Regions from separate parts of the Arachis hypogaea genome. Here region 2 is linked to region 1. A link is a contact called in public Hi-C data. All regions are on one chromosome and are shown on one strand. Each heading gives the region's core, a stretch centred on a gene start, on an enhancer-like site or on the middle of the called end of the contact. The rest is flanking DNA. Distances are from core to core; before and after follow the strand shown. Region 1 holds the start of LOC112722276 (PGR5-like protein 1A, chloroplastic). Region 2 holds the start of LOC112722277 (F-box protein PP2-A12).

The links. Hi-C and Micro-C count contacts between places; a contact is called where the count stands out from the background.
Region 2: a Hi-C map of leaf shows a contact between it and region 1, with 1.7 times the contacts expected there. The contact joins the promoter of LOC112722277 here to the promoter of LOC112722276 in region 1. A contact is called at or near these places in 2 of 8 Hi-C or Micro-C datasets (both in leaf).

The regions. Positions count from the first base shown.
Region 1 is chr11:85,205,862-85,212,436 of arahy.Tifrunner.gnm2.J5K5, reverse strand. It overlaps LOC112722276 (PGR5-like protein 1A, chloroplastic), which reads left to right and starts at 3,675. Exons shown (of 12, transcript XR_011867624.1): 1 at 3,675-4,230; 2 at 4,354-4,475; 3 at 4,793-4,889; 4 at 4,985-5,085; 5 at 5,835-5,891; 6 at 5,999-6,075; 7 at 6,175-6,226; 8 at 6,311-6,421; 9 at 6,519-6,575.
Region 2 is chr11:85,559,076-85,565,650 of arahy.Tifrunner.gnm2.J5K5, reverse strand. It overlaps LOC112722277 (F-box protein PP2-A12), which reads left to right and starts at 3,942. Exons shown (of 3, transcript XM_025773265.3): 1 at 3,942-4,524; 2 at 5,086-5,204. The coding sequence starts at 4,207.

The sequences.
Region 1 (6,575 bases), core at 2,426-4,925:
ATTAATGAGGGCTATGATGATGATGGGGATGAAGATAACACTAGGATTATAGCTGATAAATTTAGTATAGTTGAACAATACACTAAGTTCATATTTTGAATTATAGTTGATGTATCAATACACTTTGTTGATGTATGGTTGTTACTTTTTTTCTTTTCTTTTTTTTACCAAAGATAGAAGACTCGAACCCACAACCTCTTAATTGAGTATGGGGAGACTATGCCATTTGAGCTATAACTCATTGGCATGTATGGTTGTTACTTATTATTATAGTTGATGTATCAATACACTTTGTTTATGTTTTGAATTATATTGACTTGCTTGGTTATAGTACTTTTCTTTTAGTTTGATAATACGATGAATTTGTTTATTTTTTGAAATATTATAAATATTCGAATACAAATTAGATAAAAAATTTGTATTTATTAAATTTATATTTATTTTGTATGAAAACAGGTTTATTTTGCAATGGAAAAATCTAAAAAAAATCTATTTTACCTTACTGACGGATTTACAGACGGATTTTCTATCTGTATTCAGAGTTTGGAATGGTTTTCCAAGGCTCCAATAACAGATGGAAAATCCGTCAGAAAATCTATCTCTAATTACTGACGAAAAATCTGTCGAAAAATCTGTCTTTAATTACTGACAAAAAATCCATCGGAAAATCTGTCTCTAGTTACAAACGGAAAATCCGTCGAAAAGTTTGACGCTCCGGGGAAATGGAGGGGAAAATTTACAAAGGGAAAATCTGTCGGTAACTGGTAAAAATCTGTCGGTAATTTACCGACGAAAAAATCCGTCGGTAAATAATTTCCAACGAGGCTTTTACAGAGGGACAAAATCCGTCAGTAATTTCGTCGGTAACCAAAAATCTATCTGTAATATAGACCAAATCTGTAATGTAAATCTCTCTGTAATAAGTCATTTTCTAGTTGTGCCTGGGAATGCGTGCGTATTTGCTGCATACATGGCGTCAAACGCCACCAATCTCAAGTTTGGCGCCAGCATGCTGAAAACGAAGGGCTTCCACGTGAATTTGCACCAAATCTTTAGGATTTAATTTGATTTTTATTTAGTTTTGAATTTAGAAAATATATTTTTATATTTTAAAAAATATATTTTACATTAATTAAGATTAGATCTAAACGAGAAGATATCTTGGCCTAGGGCTTCTCTCTTTTTTTCCTTCTTCTCATCTTCCGCACTTTACACTTTTTTCTGTTAGGATTTTTTCGCATCATGAGCAACTAAACCTCCATTGTTAAGGTTAGGAGCTCTATTTATTTGGATAGATTAATAACTATTATTTTCTAGTTCTGATTTATGCATTGATTGACATTCAAGAATCAGTTTCATTTTTCATCCTACAGATTAGAGTATATTGGAAAATAACTCTTTTCTAACTTGAATTCTTGTTGGATCTTGGAAAAGCTATCTCACCTGAATAACAACTTGAAACTGAATTCTCATAACTCTCTAACTATCTGGATTTAATGTGATACGTGACATATAATCATATTGTCTTTGGATTATTAGGGTTTTTGTGTGGCATATAAACTAGGATTTGAACTTAAACTCTCTAATTAGATTAAGTGACCAAGGAATTGGCAGTTGATTGAATTAGAAGAGGATTAAATTACCAAGAAATTGGAATCTAATCATTTAAATTTTGCTATGAATTGAACCTTTGCATAATCAAAGTGGTTAATAAGAATTGTTAATCCTGAAATTTAAACATCTCCAAAACCTTAACTGTTTTCTCATATAATTCTCACAACCAATTTACTGTTTACTTTTTTAACTCTTCTGAATTACTGTTTAATGCAATTTGAACTCAAAAATACTCCTTTTTGCTTGTCTGACTAAGTAAATCACTCAACCATTGTTACTTGATCCATCAATTCTCGTGGGATCGACTCTCACTCACTTGAGGTATTACTTAATATGACCCGATACACTTGCCGGTTAGTTTGTGATTTATAAAATCTGGACCAAATTTTTGGCGCCATTGTTGGAGATTGACTGTGATTGATAACTACCCATTGTTTGATTGCTTAGATTAGACGTTCTTTGCTTTAATTGTGTTTACTTTTTATCCTTTATTTTTTGAAAATTTGCTTAATATTTTTCTTTTGTTTTATTCAATTTAATTTCCTATTTTTACCTTATTATTTTCAAAATTTTTCCCCTTTTTCCTTATTAATTTTTTGAAAAATTATTCTATTTATTTTATTTTATTTTATTTTGGTTACTTAGATTACCTCACTGGAAATTCTCTTCACTCTGACGTAGAGATTTCCACTTTTTCTCGTCTTCCATTTGTTTATGAGTAGGAACAGAGACAAGAATCCTCTTCTTGATTTTGATCCTGAGATTGAAAGGACCGTCAGAAGACGTCAACAACAACCTAGAGCTTTTAGAGCTTTTTATCAATGTCTTTACATTCTTCACCATCTTTATATCAATGTCTTTATATTTTTTACCATCTTTATATTTTTTTATGTGATATGTGTTCTATCTTTTATTTAACATGTCAAGAATTAAACTTAACTTGTTTTATAATGAGTAGCTTTTGAATCATCTAATTTATAAAAGAAAATTCACATCTTTTTGTTTATTCTAAAAATTAAAAAATTAAAATTAATATTAGTACTTTTAGACTAACAGAATTAAAGTAAAATACAAAAATAATTCTTGAATAAAAATAAAAATACAAAATTTTAAATTACAAAATATAAAATAATTATAAAATAAAAAATTTACTTAAACATGATTTTTTGTAAAATACTTTATAAATTGACATAAATATAAAATAAATTTTGAAATTGTGATGTGAGTACTACTACTGTCCACTACCACAAAAATAAAAGATGACATATAAATAAACAATTTTTTTTTAAAAAATTCAATAAATATATACCCAATGCTCTTAAATAGTTAAGTTTAAATCCATTCTCTCAGATTATTGATACCATTCAAACTGAACATACTTTAAAATTTTATGACTACCTTAAATAACAGGCATAGACTTTCTCTTTTAATATTGAGCAGGTTTCGTATTCATGTTTAAAAAAATAAAAAATAAAACTTAGATAACCCAAAAAATAGAAGAAAATAAAAAAAATAATATAAATGATAATGCAATGAATAACTATGTGTTAATTACTATGAGATTAATATGATTGTGAATGAAGAAGAAGAAAAAATCATGACCGAAAGTTATGCGTAAAATAAAAAAATAACCACAATGTGAATGAAGGAAAGTTAATAATAATTATATTTTATATTAATTTTTAAATTGCATTTACGTTGATCGGTGTTTATTAATAAGGTTAAAATAAAAATACGAAAATTGGACACCTTTCTTTATGTATTCTCTTTATATATATATATATATATAAAAGATTAAACTGAAATTAGAAATTCTTTAGTTTTTTAAAAAATTACCATATATTGTAAAAACTAAAAAGATAAAGACTTAATAGTGGAATAATGAGAAGTTTTTTTTCCATGGGACCAACGTTTTGCATACGTGGCCAAAAACCCATGGCTAACGTTAAACCAAAATCAAACGCAACACAACCCAGTAGTGGCCACATTGGATGAAAGACCAGATTTTTATTACCAACACATTCCACGTTCACAAACACGTAAGAAACAAATGCGAAAGGAAACAAAGTAAATGATTTGATAAATTGATGATGCTCTTGTCCACAACGAAAACAAGAAAAGAGAAAGAAAAATCACATTAAGATTAAGGGGAAAAAAAAGGAGAATATCAGAAAAAAATAAGCTATTGCGATTCATTCCCTCCACACATTCATATTTGCCTTATCCTGAAGAGTGTTACGTTTATTCTGATCTTACCTCTAAACAGAAAAAACAACCATACCTTGATGAGCTTTCTCACTCCCAATTAAAGCTCCATAATTGGTGTCACCACCACCATCATCACCATCATCATCATTATTATTACAATTGAACATATATAGCAGTGATCATCATTATTATTCATGGCTAGCAAACTAGCTTTCACGTTAACACACCCTCGTCCATGCACTACTGCAGCTAGTTCTTCTACTATTACCCCAACGCCTTTGCTTCCTATATCATCCTTGTCTTACCCTTCTGGTGGACACTTGATTCAGTTCAATGGCCGCCATTTATGCCTTCGTCGAAGGCTATTTTTACTATCCCCTAAGGCCACTGCGGATCAACAACAACAAGGTCTCTTTGACATACTATAATGTCATGTGTCATCGTTCTTCATTTATTTATTTGGTTATTAAAGATCTTCTTATAACAACAGATACGTACCCCTTTTTTAGTTGTTGTTTTCTCTTGTTTCAGGAAAGGTTGGAGACTTCGAAAAAGAGGTTGTTGATTCTAAAATCCTCCCTTATTGTAGCATAGATAAAAAAGAGAAGAAATCAGTTGGTGAAATGGAGCAAGAGTTTCTTCAGGCACTGCAGGTATATCATATGACACTCACCCCCAAAAGCTTTGTGCTTAAAAGTTAAAACCTTCTTAGGCCCCGTACGTCTTGATTATCGCAAGATAGAATACAGAGACAACCAAGATAGTTACATGAATTCATAGATTAGGTAACGAACTGCATACAAGTTCACGCAAACTAATTTCACCTGTGTACCGGAACGCCATAAGTATACTTCCTAAGTAACAATTTTCTGTCCATTGAATTGGAGACACAGGAGAAGAGGCATTTACATTTCGACACTACTTTTCTTACAAAAAATATATCTCAGCTATTGTGTATATGGATGACCAGGCATTCTATTATGAGGGGAAGGCTATTATGTCAAATGAAGAATTTGATAATCTAAAGGAAGAACTCATGTGGGAAGGAAGCAGCGTTGTTATGCTAAGTATGGAGCAACTTTTTGGCTGACACAGTAGCTGCTGTTATAACAAGTGAATCTTTTCTCAAGTCTTTCTTCATTAACTTTTAATTTGTTTACAGGTTCTGACGAACAAAAGTTTCTGGAAGCTTCTATGGCTTATGTGTCGGGAAATCCAATTATGAGTGACAAAGAGTATGATGAATTGAAAATGAAGCTAAAGGTATGGTACTTTCATCTCATAAAGGAAATTCCTTGAAAATTGATCATCTAGTTAATAATAGAAGGACAGACTATATAAGCATTTCGTGTTATCACAGCCACACAGGGTTTAGAAAAAGGTCACGTCGAGAGAGCGTAATACAGAGCACCTAATCTTAACAATTGATATCATAACTTGAACCTACGACCTTGAGATCACAAATAAACCATTTGTTCCAAGACTTTTCTTCATCTAAATAATAATAATTGAAGAAAAATTAGGAGTGAATGACCAAATTGATCTCAAAAAAATTTTAGATAAGACACTTTAGTTCTCAATAAAATTTTATTCTTTAAAAATTTTCAAAATTTATTTTCGCCAAACAAATTGGTTTTTTTGTCGGTTTCAATCAATGTTTTTTAATATGCATTTTAGACAAATAAATCTTTAACAAATTTTATTATAAAACAATTAAGTACTCAAAATAATATTCTCTAAGACAAGTTAGTCAGTATCCTTCCAAATGACGCACGGACTAATATGTCCAACTTAAATAAGTTTTAAGAATTTTTAGAGAATTAAAATTTGTTGAGAACTATGGTTTCAATATGAAATTTTTTAAGGGTTAATCTGCAATTTAGCTATTCAATGTGTTCCAGTTACATTTTGAAATGCTTGCAGTTATGAAATAGCAATTCTTGTAGTTGGAATAGTTGAAATCCTCTACTTTGTATCGAGTATGATTTTCTGATTTGATTGTTGTTTTCTAGATGGAAGGGAGTGACATCGTGGTTGAGGGTCCAAGATGCAGTCTTCGTAGTAGAAAGGTGTGAGTTAATCTGTTGTATGATCTTTGCAATGTGTAATTAACACATTTCCAATTCCGTTGTTGGTTCTATCTTCCTTATAATATGGTATGGTGTGGTGTTTATAGGTTTACAGTGACCTCTCTGTAGATTATCTAAAGATGTTCCTATTGAACGTCCCTGCTACTGTGATCGCATTAGGATTGTAAGGAACTTCCCCTCTCTTTCTTTCTTTCTTTCTTTTTCACTCTCTCATCTCTGTTTTACACCTTTAAGGTTATAACAATAACAATTTCTCTTTTAGGTTCTTCTTCCTTGATGATTTGACTGGATTTGAGATCACATATCTCCTAGAGGTATACTTAGAGAGAGTCATAGAATTTGAAAGAACTTGCATTCTTTTTGGTCCTTCCTCATGTTCGAATTGTTTGTTTGCGCAGCTGCCAGAGCCTTTCAGTTTCATTTTCACTTGGTTTGCTGCTGTTCCCCTTCTTGTGTGGCTAGCTCAGTCACTAACAAGTGCTATTGTCAAAGATTTCTTGATTCTGAAGGTACAAGTTTACGAAAACTCTCTCTCACGGAGCATGTGGTTTCACACGTGCCGACGATATAAGCTATATTCAAGTTCTATATGTGCTAACTTTTCAGGGACCTTGCCCAAACTGTGGTGCTGAAAACACCTCCTTTTTTGGGACTATACTATCA
Region 2 (6,575 bases), core at 2,693-5,192, 350 kb before region 1:
CAGTATTATGTCTCTCTAAACAAACACAATAATAGATTTTTACTAAATCTTGCAAAAGATCAAAGTGGGTAATAGACAAACTTTGAGTATTTTTCATCACTATGTGCTCTTGTCAAGGGAACGTACAATATAAAATTAAAGACGACTTAGGATAAAATATGGTATAACTGTAATCGATTATATATATGTGTATTTTTTAAGATTGATAGTAATGATTGATGAATATTATTAAATATTAAAAAAAGTACTGCTACACATATAATAAGTCTTTTTGGTATATAAGTCATACAAGCATAGTTGTCAGAACCGAACCGGTGATCGAACCGGTCAGGTCACTGGGTCATTGGGTTACTGGTTCAACTGCTGGGTTACTGGTTCAACTGGTTGACCCAGTCCTATGTAAATAAAAAATAAAAAAAAAATAGTCAAAAGTTTAAAATTAAAATTTAAAATACATATTTTTACTAACATTTTAAAAATATCAAGTTATTTTAAAACAATATGGAACATGAACAATAAATATTTTATTATTTTTACTCTATCATAAATATTTTTATTTTGTTTTTATATTAAAATAACTATTATTTTAAAATTTTAATAATTTATTAATTAGTTTATATCTTTTATACTACAAGTATTTATTAAAAAATAATATTAATAGATATTATATAATTATAAAAAAAATAAGTGAGTTTATAATTATTGTTAAATAAAAATATAATTAATTTAAGAATGAGTGAATTTATAATTAAAATTAAAATAAATTAAATAAAAGTAAACTATTTGATGAAAGATATCTATATGTATTATAATTTGCATATATTTTAATAGGAAACATAGTGGTTTGGTGGTTGTGGAGTGTTTTTATTTCCATGAGGGCAGGAATTCAAACCGGTTTACACTGGTTCATTCTGGATTTGACCGGTTCACACCGGTTCGATTCCTTTTACAGTTTGAACACCGGACCGGATCAGTATAGGGTCCGATTCACTGGTTTTCTGGTCGAATCGGCCGATCCGGTCCATTTTTACAACTATGCATACAAGTTAATTCTAATTCGAGTACTGCTAGGGAGCCAATGGTCTAAGTATACAATGTGTACAATGACCTAAATCTTTGGTCCAAACCTTTCGGATCTAGAGCTCTAATACCATGTAATGGAACCACTCATCCCAAAAGCTTAACCTGATAGAAAAATGTAACACTAATGGTTATATCTCTAATACTTCATAAACCTCTATTGTACACATTGTACAAAATTTCCATTGACTCCCTATACTTTCTCTTCTAATTCAACAAGATTCACTTACATAATGCGTATCTTTGTATCGTATGTTCCTCCTCCTGCTCCTCTTCTTTCTTCTCTTTTTTTTTTTTCGTTTCTCATCCTTTTGCAATTTGATGTGGCTGAAGTCATTGGACACAAATATAGTAAGAGGACTTGACCAAAATAAAAAGGCGTTATTGTTAATTATATTTATTTTGTATTCAAATAAAATAAAATATGTGACAAAAATATAATTATTATATATTTGTGTATATTACACGCAAAAATATTTTATAAAGATAAATAATCAACTACTATATATATTTATGTATAAATATATATGTTATTTTACTCAAATTTTTAATGAAATTATGGACAAATCACTATATTAAGCCAAGAGAAGCAAAAAATTACACAAATCTGCCAAACCAAAAATTATTTCGTGAATCAACCAATGCACATTTCTATATAGTTTGAATTAGATTGTTTCGAACTTGATTTGCATGTAATTCGAATCACATTGATTCGAATTACACACACATACACACACCCACTAATTCAAATCAACCTTATTCGAATTACATGCATACTATAATTCGAATCAGGGTGATTCAAATTACATCCTGATTTATTAAAAAAATTAATAATTTTTTAAAAAATTTATTTAAAAAAATAATAATTTAAAATTAAAAAAATATATATTTTATTTCATGCATTAAAAAAAAGATAACAAAATATTTAATTATGAGACTTTTTTAAAATATTAATGAGCTATCAATTCGAATTCCATACAATACTCTTTTGTCCTTTTTTTTTTAAAGAATTTTGTCCATTTTTAATAGCTCATGAATATTTTTTAATAAATTTTTTAAATTATATGGTGAAATATTACATGATTCGAATTACGCATGGGGAAGTTCAATCACTCTTATTCGAATTATATGGTGAGTAATTCGAATTCTATACAATACTCTTCTGCTCATTCTTGATAGCTCATGAATATTTTTTAATAAAATTTTTTAAATTATATGGTGAGATATTACATGATTCGAATTACGCATGGGGAAGTTCAATCTCTCTGATTCAAATTATATGGTGAGCAACTCAAATTCTATACAATACTCTTCTGCCCATTCTTGATAGCTCATGAATATATTTTAATAAATTTATTTTAATTATACCACAAAAAATAATTTTATTCTATGCAAAATAATTTTAAAAATGGCTTAAAAGATGTTAGGAGTACTATACAAATTTGTAATGACTTAAGACATTAAAGAAATACTCTACATAGTCGATAATAATTTAGAAATTAAAGAAAATATATTTTTATCATGTATTTACCTAAATCACTAGAATATTACAAACTTTTATAGTACTCATAACATCTTTTAAGCTATTTTTTTAAATTATTTTGTATAGAATAAAATATATTTTTTAATTATTTTGGATGAAATAAAATATTTTCTTTAATTTCTAAATTATTATTGACTATGTAGAGTATTTTATTTAAAATTTGTGTACATGCATGTATTTACCTAAGTCATTAGAACATTACAAAATTCCCTTAGCTTATTACAAAATTACATGTAAACCAAATTCAAAACAACCTAATTCGAACTATATAGAAATGTGTATTGGTTGATTCATGAAATAATTTTTGGTTTGGCGGATTTGTATAATTTTTTGCCCCCTTAGCTTATTTAAGTGATTTGCCCTGAAATTATTATCTTCTGAATAATTAAATTTAGCATAAAAAAAATCAAATTTGTTATAATAACCAAGTAATTAAATTTTTTCATAAATACTAAATATGTATTCTTATATAACTAGTGGCTGATTTTTTATTTTTGTATTTATGTAATATAGTTAAAAATAATTTGACATACTTTTTTTATATATCAAAATTAATATCAGTATACAAGTTTATAACTTATATGAATTTAAGCCGAATATAAAGCACATGGATACAAAAATAAATTTATGTATACAAATATTCTTTTATTTGAATAGAGATTTTTTTTTTCACTTCAAAATACTCATTTTATCTTAATATGCATTATCTGTATTATTTTATTTTATTTTTATGTCTTTAGTAAATATTTTCTTAACAATGAATAATATTAATAATTTAAAATTATTGTTTATACTATTGTTATTTAAATATTCTCTTACTAATGAATACTAAAATTCAATGCTACAATTTATATAAGAAAAATTAGACACAGATGTATTAAATTTAATTTATAAAAATTGTATAATTATATATTTATTTTTATTTTTATTTTTATTTTATTTTATTTAAATAAAAGAATTCATTAACCAATAACTCAAGCTCAATTGACATCTACTTCTAACACTATATTTAGCCGGTCCAAGTCCAACACTAAACTTTCCACAACACCACAATATGAGCTGCTTTGAATGTACAACAAGGGCATCAAGCCACATTTTAAAAAAATCCATTTTTCGGTTAACAAAATGGCTGGTACTCATCTCACGGTGTTCAACATCTACGCATATACACATCAAAAAATGTCTTTATAATCTTCACCACCAACTTATTTTATTCATTATATCCACGGTGAAAAATTAAAGAATACTAGTATGCCAGTAAAGTACAATGGCATATGTGAAAGTCTTCCTATAATATAAGATAAGATGCGGGGCAGGTGTTGATGGAAGTGACCATGATATTTTCTTTCTAATTTCCTTTTCTTATTGTCTTGTTTCTCATTCCCCGTTTCTCTTTGCGTTGTTGTTCCGCTTTGTGTCCGAATCACACATCCCCCTCTCTCTTCTCTTCTCTGCTGTCACCCTTTCGTTACTCGATAGTCATTACTCATTATAACATAAAAGCCCTTCCCTACTTCTCCCTCCTCTATCTCATTCTCATTCATTCCTCTCTTTCTCTTCGGAACCTTCTAGTGCTGTCTTTGATGGGAATCAGCTTCTCTTCCTCTCACTCGTCACCACCGTCACCGTCACCGACGTGCGGCATGGATGAGTTGCCGGAGAGCTGCGTGGCGCTGATCATGGAGTACCTGGACCCTCCCCAGATTTGCAAGCTCGCCACCTTGACCCGCACTTTCAGGGCTGCCTCCTCCGCCGATTTCGTTTGGGAATCCAAGCTTCCTTCCAATTACCACGTTCTTGTTCGCCAAATCTTCAATGGTTTACCCACCGATTTCGAAAATGGAAAGAGAGGCATCTACTCTGCACTCTGCAGAACCAATACCTTCGATGGAGGCACCAAGGTAATCAACCTTCTTTCACTTTCATTATTCTCTTTTGCTGCACAAAAAAGCTTTTTTACTTTATTATTGTTATTGTTATTATTTATTTATTTATTTATTTTGGTGAATCACTTCTTTACTCCTTTGTTGTAGAAACCACTACTTTAGCACAAGAAAAATATTGAAACGTTGTTCTTTCTCTGGTTTACTGGTTAAATGGTCATGATTTGCAACCAACTTGGTTGGTGGAGTGGGTAGCACACTAGTTGGCTTAAACAAGGGTTGGGGTTTGAATACCAGCGACTTATTGGCTAGCCGCAAATTCTTAAATGTAGCACTGATCCACTGCCGTGGGAAAATAAAAAGTGATCATGATTTGGTTGCTTTTTCCTTAATGTAAAAGAAGAGTAAATAAAAAAAAGATAATTCTAGTTCTTAATTTTTTCCTTTTTAAGTCTTAGATCCCTAAGAGTGAGAGGGTTTTGCATCTTTTTCGGTTTGTCAAATGAGGTTTTGTGTTTGCTACCATGCTCGTCACGCTGGATTGCTGGAAGATAATTTTTTTTTTCTTGATGGAAGCAGAAACTTTGGCTGGACAAGAACATAGGGAAGCTTTGTATGTGTATAGCAGCTAAAGGACTGTCAATAACGGGTATCAGTGACCGAAGATATTGGAATTATATACCAACTGAAGAATCTAGGTAAGCTTCTTCACACTCATCGATCTTCTTACCTTGAAAGATTTTTTGTATCAAATGGGAACAGCTCTTTCTTATGCTTGCTATGTAGTTGATGGCTTATGAAAAGCTTTCAAGTTTCAAACCGTTGCAGAGGATGCAAAACGTCAGAGTATGTTATATGGTTCTTATATTATAATTCCCATTCTTTTTCTTCTTTTTTTATTATTATTGTTTTAAAAAAGAAATTTAGTGTTACATATAGATAAGTCAGGGGTGTTGAGGTTATGTCTCACTGTGTTTCGAGGGAGTAAAGTGAAAAAGAAAGAGGCCACAAAAGAAAGTTATAGAAGAAATAAATTTCTAGTGAAGGATGCTTTTAAGTTTTAAAAAATGGTAAATTCTCATAGAAGAAATGAGTTTTTTGATGATTTCTATGTATTTGAATTGACAGAAAATTTGAACTTTTACCATTTAGCAAAACACAAGAGGGAGTGGGATAGTAGACTGAGGACAGAGAAACTGGAATTGAGGGATTATTTCACTTCTTATTTTAAATCCAAAGTTTTGCTTGGTTGAAAAGGTGAACCAACAAGAAGGTCAAACATTTTGGTGAAGATCCGATTATACTTGGTGTGACAACTTCAGTTGAAAGTCGTTTTCACTTTGTCCTGAATGTTCCACCTTCCCATGTTCTCCCTACTTAAACCAAGAAGACTTATAATAGGGATCCAGAACCCAGAACATAGCAATCCTTAGGAAAACCAAAACCCAGCTTTGATACCAAGCAATTTTAGGTGGTGGTTGAACTAGTAGTTTGTTTTATTTTGTAGCAATCCAAACAACACGGCAACATGGTTTGTGGCCTTGCGTAGATCAGGCAGCGCTTTAGTGAAATCTGCTGATGTAAATATTCTATATTTGTCCTTTCAGTAGAGTTTATTAGTACTTTTATATGTAATGCTATTATTTAGAGTAAAGACCCAATCCGGCCCCTGTCTATTTTCACGAAGGACAAGACGCCCCTTGTCCAAAAAAAAAAGAGACACTTCAGTCCTCAACCTTTTCATTTTAGGACAATACGACCATTCTATTAAAAAATCTATTAAATAGTAACGAAAATTAATTTTGTGGGAGGATTATTTGTAATTCGTGGGGGTTTTAAACCTTCACAAAGTTTTTTTTAACAATATAACCAATTTATTCTCATCATTATCACTGCTATCTCTATTATTTCTATTGTGTAACCATACTTTATCACCATCGTTATATCCTTCATTGTCATCATCACCAATACAAATATCATCAACATTAATGTTATCTTATTTCATTTCTTGTTCTATGCTATTTTTTCCCTTTAAAAGGTCTTCGTACTGCAATTATTTGCTTTTCCTG